Regions from separate parts of the Triticum aestivum genome. Here region 2 is linked to region 1. A link is a contact called in public Hi-C data. All regions are on one chromosome and are shown on one strand. Each heading gives the region's core, a stretch centred on a gene start, on an enhancer-like site or on the middle of the called end of the contact. The rest is flanking DNA. Distances are from core to core; before and after follow the strand shown. Region 1 holds the start of LOC123164280 (importin-9). Region 2 holds the start of LOC100146086 (zinc finger protein HD1).

Region 1 (4,239 bases), core at 1,295-3,794:
GCTTCTCATAGTAGAAGTTAGCTATTGAAAGAAGCTGTTCTGCTACCGATTAATTTCTTATAATGTACTCTATTTTCTTTGCCAAATAAGCCAGCAAACGCCGACGCTTTCCCAAGTCTTTGTAGACCTCTTTCCAATGAATAATCTTTTTTGTGTATTTCCAAATGTGACCATTTGGAGGAGCTTATGCTGGTCAGAAGCTGATGTCTCCTAGTTCAAGTTCAAGGCTTCCAAACAAGCCTGTATATCCTGATTTGAAAATACTGGGAGAAAACAATATACCCATGTACCTCCATTCCCATTGCTTTGATCACCAATTAACTTCAAGAGAAATGGAAGTAACTCAGGCCAGTCTTCTGGCCAATCATTCTGCCCAATAGCTGCTACAGCCATGCCAATGGCAGTACGAATCTTCCCATTAGAATCATCCAGTGAGGTAAGAAGGAGTTGACGTATAACAACCTGATGAGGAATAAGGGTGAAAATAATGTCAAATACTAAGAACTTGACAACAATGAAATGAAAATAATTAACACAGTAAGCACATGTTTTCTGGTGTTTTAACAGAAAACTCGGTTTTAACAACGGTAGTAGATGTGCTGCCATATGCCATAGAATAATCAATGATCAATTCAGGCAAACATGAGTTTTTTTAGCAGAGCATTTACTCTACTAGTGTGGATACCATAACCCCTTCACACAACCATCTAATGTGTATTTTCAAAGCATATTATTGTTTTTTGTGAGATAAGAACAAGCAATCAGCTCCATTTGTTTCAACAAGCGAAAAGCAATGGGAAATGACATCAGGAGTATGCTATGACCTGAGTCCTAATTTGTTGCATTCAACAAAGAACAGGGGATAACCTAAGTACCTTTTCTGAGGCAGAAACAACAGGAGGCACAAAATTGTCTTCGTCTTCCTCCCAGTGCTGCTTGATGAACTGTTTTAACAAAACAGCAGCTAGGTAGCAGGAAGTAAAGGACCAACAAACAACAAGAAGATTGTCCAACAAGTGATGCCAAGTCTAACAAAAATACAGTGTACACAACAGAGTTCCCATGAAAAGAAACTGCAAATAAAATACTGAGGATATCTGACGTAGCCCAAATGGGACCTCCTTGTTGACTGTGACCTTCGTGAGGGCAGCTCCATATCCTGAGGAAACATTATAGCAAAACCACGAAATTGTCAGCTGACAGCAGGAGATTAGTGAGTGAAAATACACTTCATGTCTCAAGATAATGACCAATTCAAATATTTTGTTCCAACAGTTAGGTAGTCAAGAGGTTATGAGCTACCATGCAGCAAAAACCATAACTCATGAACCCACAAGAACTGAGCAAGAGGGCATGACTCAGGAACTCAGGATGCTACAAAACCAAACTATATGGTTCTTATGTGGTTGAAAAGCATGAGTACAGTAAAATGACATCATGGATTAGGGCCCAAAGATGATGCTTCCAAGAGAAATGTAAGTAGTAAATCACCACAATGGCAAATGGAGCCTTGTAACTCTGAGCCGAAGAGGCACACTAGTGACTTGCAGTCCAGGATTTTGTCCTTCACCCTCCATCACCGCATCACGCACCAATCCTCGCACGCCCTCAACCAATGGTCGGGGGTAATTATTTTGGAGAGAGTAGAGAGAAGGGAAAGAAATGGAAAAGGATATGCTGGAGCCTAATTCCGTGTATTGTCCATGTGAGATGCCACATCTGCCCTGACAGTGGTTCAGGGCCATTACTTTGGTTGTTTAGCTCAAGTCAAAGGCAGTCAATCCTCTGCAACGGTTAGTCCCAAGAATGGTGGTTTTCTGGAGAGAGGAAAAGTTCAAGGCGGTTGTTTTCCAATAGACTGTCTCAAAGGTGTTGGTTCTGTGTAATTTATTCCACTACTGCAATGGTGGTCAGCACAACAGGTCAAGAGCAGTTGCAGTAACAAAAGTTAAGCAGCTCCATGGGTAGTATTTAGGCAATTGCATCTGCCAGCCGTCTCCTAAACAGCAGCGGCATGGCGCACGGGAGCTTTAGGACACTGCGAAGCAGCCGCTGGCGCATCTGGAGGGGTCAAATTCGAAGCTCTCGCACTCTCAAATCGTCAACGGAGCGTGGCCACCAACTCGGAGCAGAAGCAGCCTCGATCCAGCAAGGTCGGTTACTGAGCGAGGGGCGGCGAAGGCGAACCTGGCTGGAGGGAGGCCTGGCAGAGCGACTCCTCGGCGAAGGCGCGGACCTCGCGGGCGGTGTCGAGGGTGGCCGTCAGGCAATCCACGAGCCACCGCTGGTCGCCGTCCGCCGCACCCGCCGCCGCCATTGCAAACGATCGACCGCCGACGACGCCTCGCCTGGGCCTAGGGTTGGGTTGGAGCTCGGCGCGGTCGCCTTTTGGTTGAACGGGATTGATTTTGGTTTGAGCGGGATCGCTCGGAGAAGGCGGGCGGGTGGTGGGAATGGTGGGGGATTTGGGGGTTTTTCGCTAGGGTTTTTATACGGGAGCGGAGGGTAGGCGGAAGAGGAGACAGGGTGGTGGCGGCCGGGGAGAAGAGGAAGAGAGCGAACGGGTTAAGAAAAAGGCTGCGCTGGACTGGGCCGGCTTTCCAGGCTGGTTGTTGGTTCGGTACGCGTTCGCTGGACTTTGGTGGAGGCGGCTGCTATTTTGAATGGCGAGAAAGTTGGCATGCCAAATAGCTGAATGGCGGGAAAGTTGGCATACCTAGCTAAATCTCTATCTGTTACTTAAAAAAAAGCTAAATCTCTATCTCTACCTCTAGTCCTCTACTTACTTAAAAAGAAAATAAGGTTTTCATTTCACTTTTCTTCCAATCACCTTTTCTTGCATGATAATAAATCAACTTACTTTACTTGCCTTTTCCACTTTAATTTACTTACCAAACTTCGGATCAAAATATAAGGTAATTCATGCGCAGAATTTGATGATCATTTATTCACACAATCGCATTATTATAGACAGGTAAATCACAATCCGGCGTACTAGAAGATTTATGTCTTTGCAACGCACGGGCATTGTTCTCGTAGAGAAAAAAAGATAGTAGGAATAGCTGAACTCTATTTAGCGCCTTCTCCGCCGGTTACTGTTTATATTCGATAGGCCGGCACATCTCCTCTCCACCGGGGCTCGGCCCATTTAATATTTTTTTTCACTCTTTCACGACCGCATTTTTTCTTCATTTCCACAACGCCCCGCTTGTGAATGGGCCAGCCAGTCGCTGCTTTTGTTTTTCTGAATCATCCCAGCCGATTTTGTAAACCTTCTAGAAGCTTACAGTCGGTTTAAGAAAACTTCAAATCTTTTTTTCAGTTTTCCTAATTGGTATTTCTTCTTTTTCGTTTTTTATTTATTTCACTATTTTTTCAAATGTATGAACTATTTTAAATTTTGTAAAGAAATTCAACTCCATTAATATTTTGTCGAATGCATGAAGTTTTTCAAATTTGTGAACTTTTTTCAAATTGTACAAACTTTTTTTGAACTCGTCAAATTTTTGAGTTCACAATTTTTTTACAAATCCGTGAACTTTTTTGAACTCGTCAACGTTTTCAAGTGTGCAAAAAAATTCCAAATCCACGAGTTTTTTCGAATTCGTGAACTTTTTTCAAATCCACAACCTTTTTTCCAATACTATGAACTTTTCTAGAATTTTTATTTTTTTCAAAATTAGAAAAAATATATTTTGAACCTTTTTACAAGTCTATGAATTTTGTTCAAATCCACAATTTTTACAAATTTTCATGTTTATTTATCTTTTACGGTTTTTTCAGATTCATTTGTTTAATTCAACGATCAATGGTTGACCAGATCACATGAGAATCTTCCGAGAGCAACCGAAGGAGGGAGCTCCTAACCGGCGCCTTAAGCGCCGGTTCAGGAATCTGGCGCTCGCACACCGACCTCATGGGCCGGCCCACCACGCGCTGTAGAAGGAAAAATGTCTGGCGAAAAAAACACGCAAAAAAACTGCAGGTACCGTCACTCGAACTGAAGCATTGAAACTACAGGGAGGAACCATTCCGCTAGCCACTACAACAAGTAACCGCTAGAGACTACAATGAACGCGAAATGTATAAGAACCAATAAATTAGCGCTATTTATTAGATTTCCTAATTATTTTAAAAACACTTCATCAAATTTTGAAAAAAGTTTACCAATTAAAAAAAACAGTTCATTGATGTTTAATAAAAGTTCAGTGAACTAAAAAAAGTTCATCGATTTTCAAA
Region 2 (4,239 bases), core at 525-3,024, 340 kb after region 1:
GTGGAGACAACCCATTCTTCGGAACGTGAAGGCATGGGACTCGCCTTGCCCAGCCTCTAGCCAAGAATGACGAAGAAGCGACGCACAGGGCCTCGAAGGCTTCTTCACGACAGCTGCTGGACACCTCTCTAACACGACCATGACACAAGAGCTGCCCCAGTCAAAGTACCCCCAACATTGCTTTAGTTGTCACCATCTTCTAAATATCTTGTGTCATGGAGCCCATTCTTCAGTTGTTTTGGCAACTCATGAGTCACCACCTACATGAAACTTCTGTATATATACGCACTCATGAAACAGAATAAATATGGATATGAGCAGAAAAATATCTATCTTTATGCTTTTAGCTGCACATACCTGATCGAACTACTGGTGGGAATGAGATTCTTTTCCCCAACATTATCGTCTTATTGTTTTGAATCATACATACCAAGGGGTAATTTGTTTAACGTGGTGCAAGGTTATCTAACCAAGTAACATAAGCTCCTTCAAACCAGTAGCCATGTTGCAGACTTACATGCAAATTTATCTTTTGTTCCAAAATCTTGTGTGAAGACTTGTTCAATCATTGAAAGTATCTAATTCACAGAAGAATTTATCTGATGCAACTTCATGCGCAGTTCGTCGACTATATGTGATACACCTCTATCCATAAAAATAAAGGAAAATACACAAATGAAGTATGTACATAAAGAATATATCTTGTTTAATCTCTAAATTTTGACACACTACTTAACTCAACCAACAAACAAGCAAACTTATTCGCAAAAAAAAAAAAACTCAATACATCAATCCAGAAAGTATCTCCTTTTTTACACTATAAAGAAGGTATCTATGGCTGTCTTGCGCTGAGCACTAGCAGTACTCAAATAACCAAGCTACTCTTTCAAATACTATATAAGAACTCGTGAAAATAAGAACATTAATGTGTGTTCTTTTCTACAAAGCATAGTAACAAATGCATAGTAATTCATGGTCTGACAGGGCTAGTACCAAAGGCATAACTCAGAAAGGTTAGAGACTAGACCACAGATGGATTTGCCTTGAAAAGAAAAACAACAGATTCTAAATAGAACGCGTGAGAAGCAATGGGAATTTCTTGCTGGTTAGCAAATCCTCATAGCTGATAAGCAAGACGCACCGTCAAATTGACTTCTCCACTACACATCATATTAGATATTTTCAGATGAATAGGACGGCAAAGAAACTATCTAGTGACATGGCGGGTGCTTTTGAGCTTTTCTCAATATCTCAACTTGCTACCTCACACTTGAGGTTCCAAAAGGCGGAACGGCTAAGGGAGAGCGCCAATGAATGGCAGGAAACCTCATGCTTTGGAATCTAACAGAAGACAGCTCCCCTTTCTCTTTTGCTAAAGGGTGCAACTGCTCATAAAGAGAGATGCAGCATCTTCCCTCTGTCTCCTTTATACCATAATGGCTTCTAGTTCCCTCTAGTTTCTACCTTTAGGTTTAGTCCAATCCAGGCAAAGACAATTTCATCATCCAGGGCCAATCAATCGTGTGATATATATGAGAGTTCTCTTGATCGATGGAATGCACCTCCGGGTTTGCATCAGCGGCTATTCAAATTAGCTGGCATCTGAGTACAAATGTAAAAAGTGAACACACGGATCATCCTGACAAAAAATGGGAAAGTAATTGTAAAAGATTTAAGTCTTCTACTTGCAAACATGCAAATTTCTTTCACCAGATAGATTTGATATCAAGCTCAAGCAGATTTAGCTGAGCAACACTAGAGCTAACTCGCAGGCATGCCGAGGTGCATTAAATGTTTATCTGAAAACGACTCTGCATCGGAAGACCGGCATTGGCACAGGATAGTGAAGCAGCAACATCCAAAGCTAACCACAAACCAGGCACACTATAATCCTCGCCCCCAAGAATGACGCCAAGTGTCACCCCACTGACACCCTACTATTAGTATACTCTGGACTGGACGTCCTACATTCCTGACATTCCTCCATACTCACATAGGCAGTGCATGAACACATACGAAAGAGCCATGAGAGGTAGAGGAGCAGAAGAAGACATATACACAGAATATGTAGGGAAACAGTAGCTACTACCTTCGCTAATACCCCTTGCATGGTCTTTGTGGTGCAAGTCACAAGGCCACCTTGTTCATGAATTGTGTTTCCAACGGCACCGTTTATGAGGAGGCGGTTGGACGAGAAGGGAGCTGGGCCAGGCTGTGCGACGGATGTTGCACGGTGCCAAGCGTGGTGTACTGCCGCGCCGACTCCGCGTACCTCTGTGCATCTTGTGATGCGCAGATCCACGCTGCAAACCGTGTGGCCTCGCGCCATGAGCGTGTGCTCCTCTCCGAGGCCTACAAGCATGCACCAGTGGTGCTGGAATGTCATGCAGATGCTGCAGCGTTGTGCGCCGCCTATGAAGCACAGGTACACTACGCAAACCTGCTTGCCACGATGCACCAGCGCGTGCCCGTGGTGTCACACCCGGTCGCAGCCATTCCAGCTGCTTCTTTATTTGCCGAGGCAGCAGCCACCGCTCCTGTCCTCGGCAGCAAGGAAGAGGACGCCTCTTGGCTGCTGCTCAGCAAAGATTCTGATAACCATAATCACAGTGGCAACCACAGCAGCAGCAGCAGCAGTAGCAGATACTTTGGTGAAGTGGATCAGTACTTTGACCTTGTCGGGTACAATTCTTACTATGATAGCCACATGAACAACCAAGAGCAGTATGTGATGCAAGAACAACAACATCTGCAGCAGATGCAAAAGGAGTACGCGGAGCAGCAGATGCAAAAGGAGTACGTGGAGAAGGAAGGGAGTGAGTGCATAGTACCTTCGCAGTCTGCAATTGTGAGCAGGCCACATCAGAGTGGTTATGCACCACTTGTAAGGGCAGAGCAGGCTGCCTCCGTGACTGCTGGGGTTAGTGCTTACACAGATTCCGTCAACAACAGCGTGAGTTCTTCTATTACTTATTTATTATGGCATTACAACTTACATATCATGCTATAATTTCCTCAAACTAGAGTTCATGCATACTTCAGGTGGAAGACCATATGAAATAAAATGATAAGATCAGCCAGAGTACTTTTTTTTGGTGCAAGTGAAAGTGTGAAACGTCAGTATTTAGTGTTTCCTCACTTTTTTGGTTCTTTCTTCAACTTTTTCTACTTCTAGGTAGAGAACTTCAGCTGATTATTTCCAAAATGGAACTGCTGACATAGCCACTTCAAAGAAAAGTACACAGCCCATGCCTACGCAGATTAATGGATTAGTTTGTCTCCTTTTACACATAGAACACCCAACTCAGCTCAGTAATTAAAAAGTCAATCCATATGTAAACTCTGAAATTCTCTGCCAACTAGAGAAGTACACAATTCATCTCTAGGAAAGTACACTAATTAAAATGGAACTGCTGTCATAGACACTCCAAAGAAAGTCTAGGCATATAATTGATTATTAGTCCGTGTACTTTCTAAACATAGAATATTCAAGTTTTCTCAGTAACTAAAAGGTCACTCGACTCACTCCATACACACACTCTCAAATTCTCTGTCAACTAGAAACTACGCTCTCTGTTTACCAACTTTTCTATACACACCAATGACTACATGAAAGAATATGATATATCATTAGATATTTCATAACATGTCTAGTGTAGGTTTTATCCCTAAGCAGCGTTTACATAGTTTTATTGTGTAAACAGGGAAAAAGTAATACAAGGTTATGTACGTTGGACTAAATTAAACTCATCTACATATCAATGAAGGATCTCAACTGCAATATCAATATGATTGCACATTTTAAGTGACCATTTTTTGATTCCATCTCAGATATCTTTCTCAATGGAGGCGGGTATAGTACCGGACAATACGGTCCAGTCCAGCATCCTGAGACCAGCTGGAGCCATCGGTCACTTCTCAAGTCCTTCACTTCAGACACCACTTCACTTCAGCTCCAAGGAGAGAGAGGCCAGGGTCCTCAGGTACAAGGAGAAGAAGAAGAGCAGAAAGTTTGAGAAGACCACACGTTATGCAACAAGGAAGGCGTATGCCGAAGCACGGCCAAGGATCAAGGGGCGCTTCGCCAAAAGATCAGATGCAGACATGGAAGTGGACCAGACGTTCTCAACTGCAGCCCTATCTGACAGTAGCTACAGTACAGTCCCATGGTTCTGATGAGGCATCGTATTAGCATATGGACTTACCAGAGTGATAAGGTACAGTACGAGTATTTCAAGC

Evidence for each region. A called contact is a pair of places that touch in the nucleus more often than the background predicts.
Region 2: a contact with region 1 is called in a Hi-C map of leaf, with 5 times the contacts expected there. The contact joins the promoter of LOC100146086 here to the promoter of LOC123164280 in region 1. A contact is called at or near these places in 2 of 5 Hi-C or Micro-C datasets (both in leaf).

Annotation. Positions count from the first base shown.
Region 1 is chr7D:172,944,927-172,949,165 of IWGSC CS RefSeq v2.1, forward strand. LOC123164280 (importin-9) reads right to left here and starts at 2,545. Exons shown (of 33, transcript XM_044581696.1): 1 at 2,188-2,545; 2 at 1,098-1,159; 3 at 876-968; 4 at 291-462. The coding sequence starts at 2,317.
Region 2 is chr7D:173,287,399-173,291,637 of IWGSC CS RefSeq v2.1, forward strand. It overlaps LOC100146086 (zinc finger protein HD1), which reads left to right and starts at 1,775. Exons shown (of 3, transcript XM_044588418.1): 1 at 1,775-1,843; 2 at 2,135-2,953; 3 at 3,832-4,239. The coding sequence starts at 1,775. The coding sequence ends at 4,176. All of the region lies in intron 2 of LOC123170561 (peroxidase 11), which reads right to left.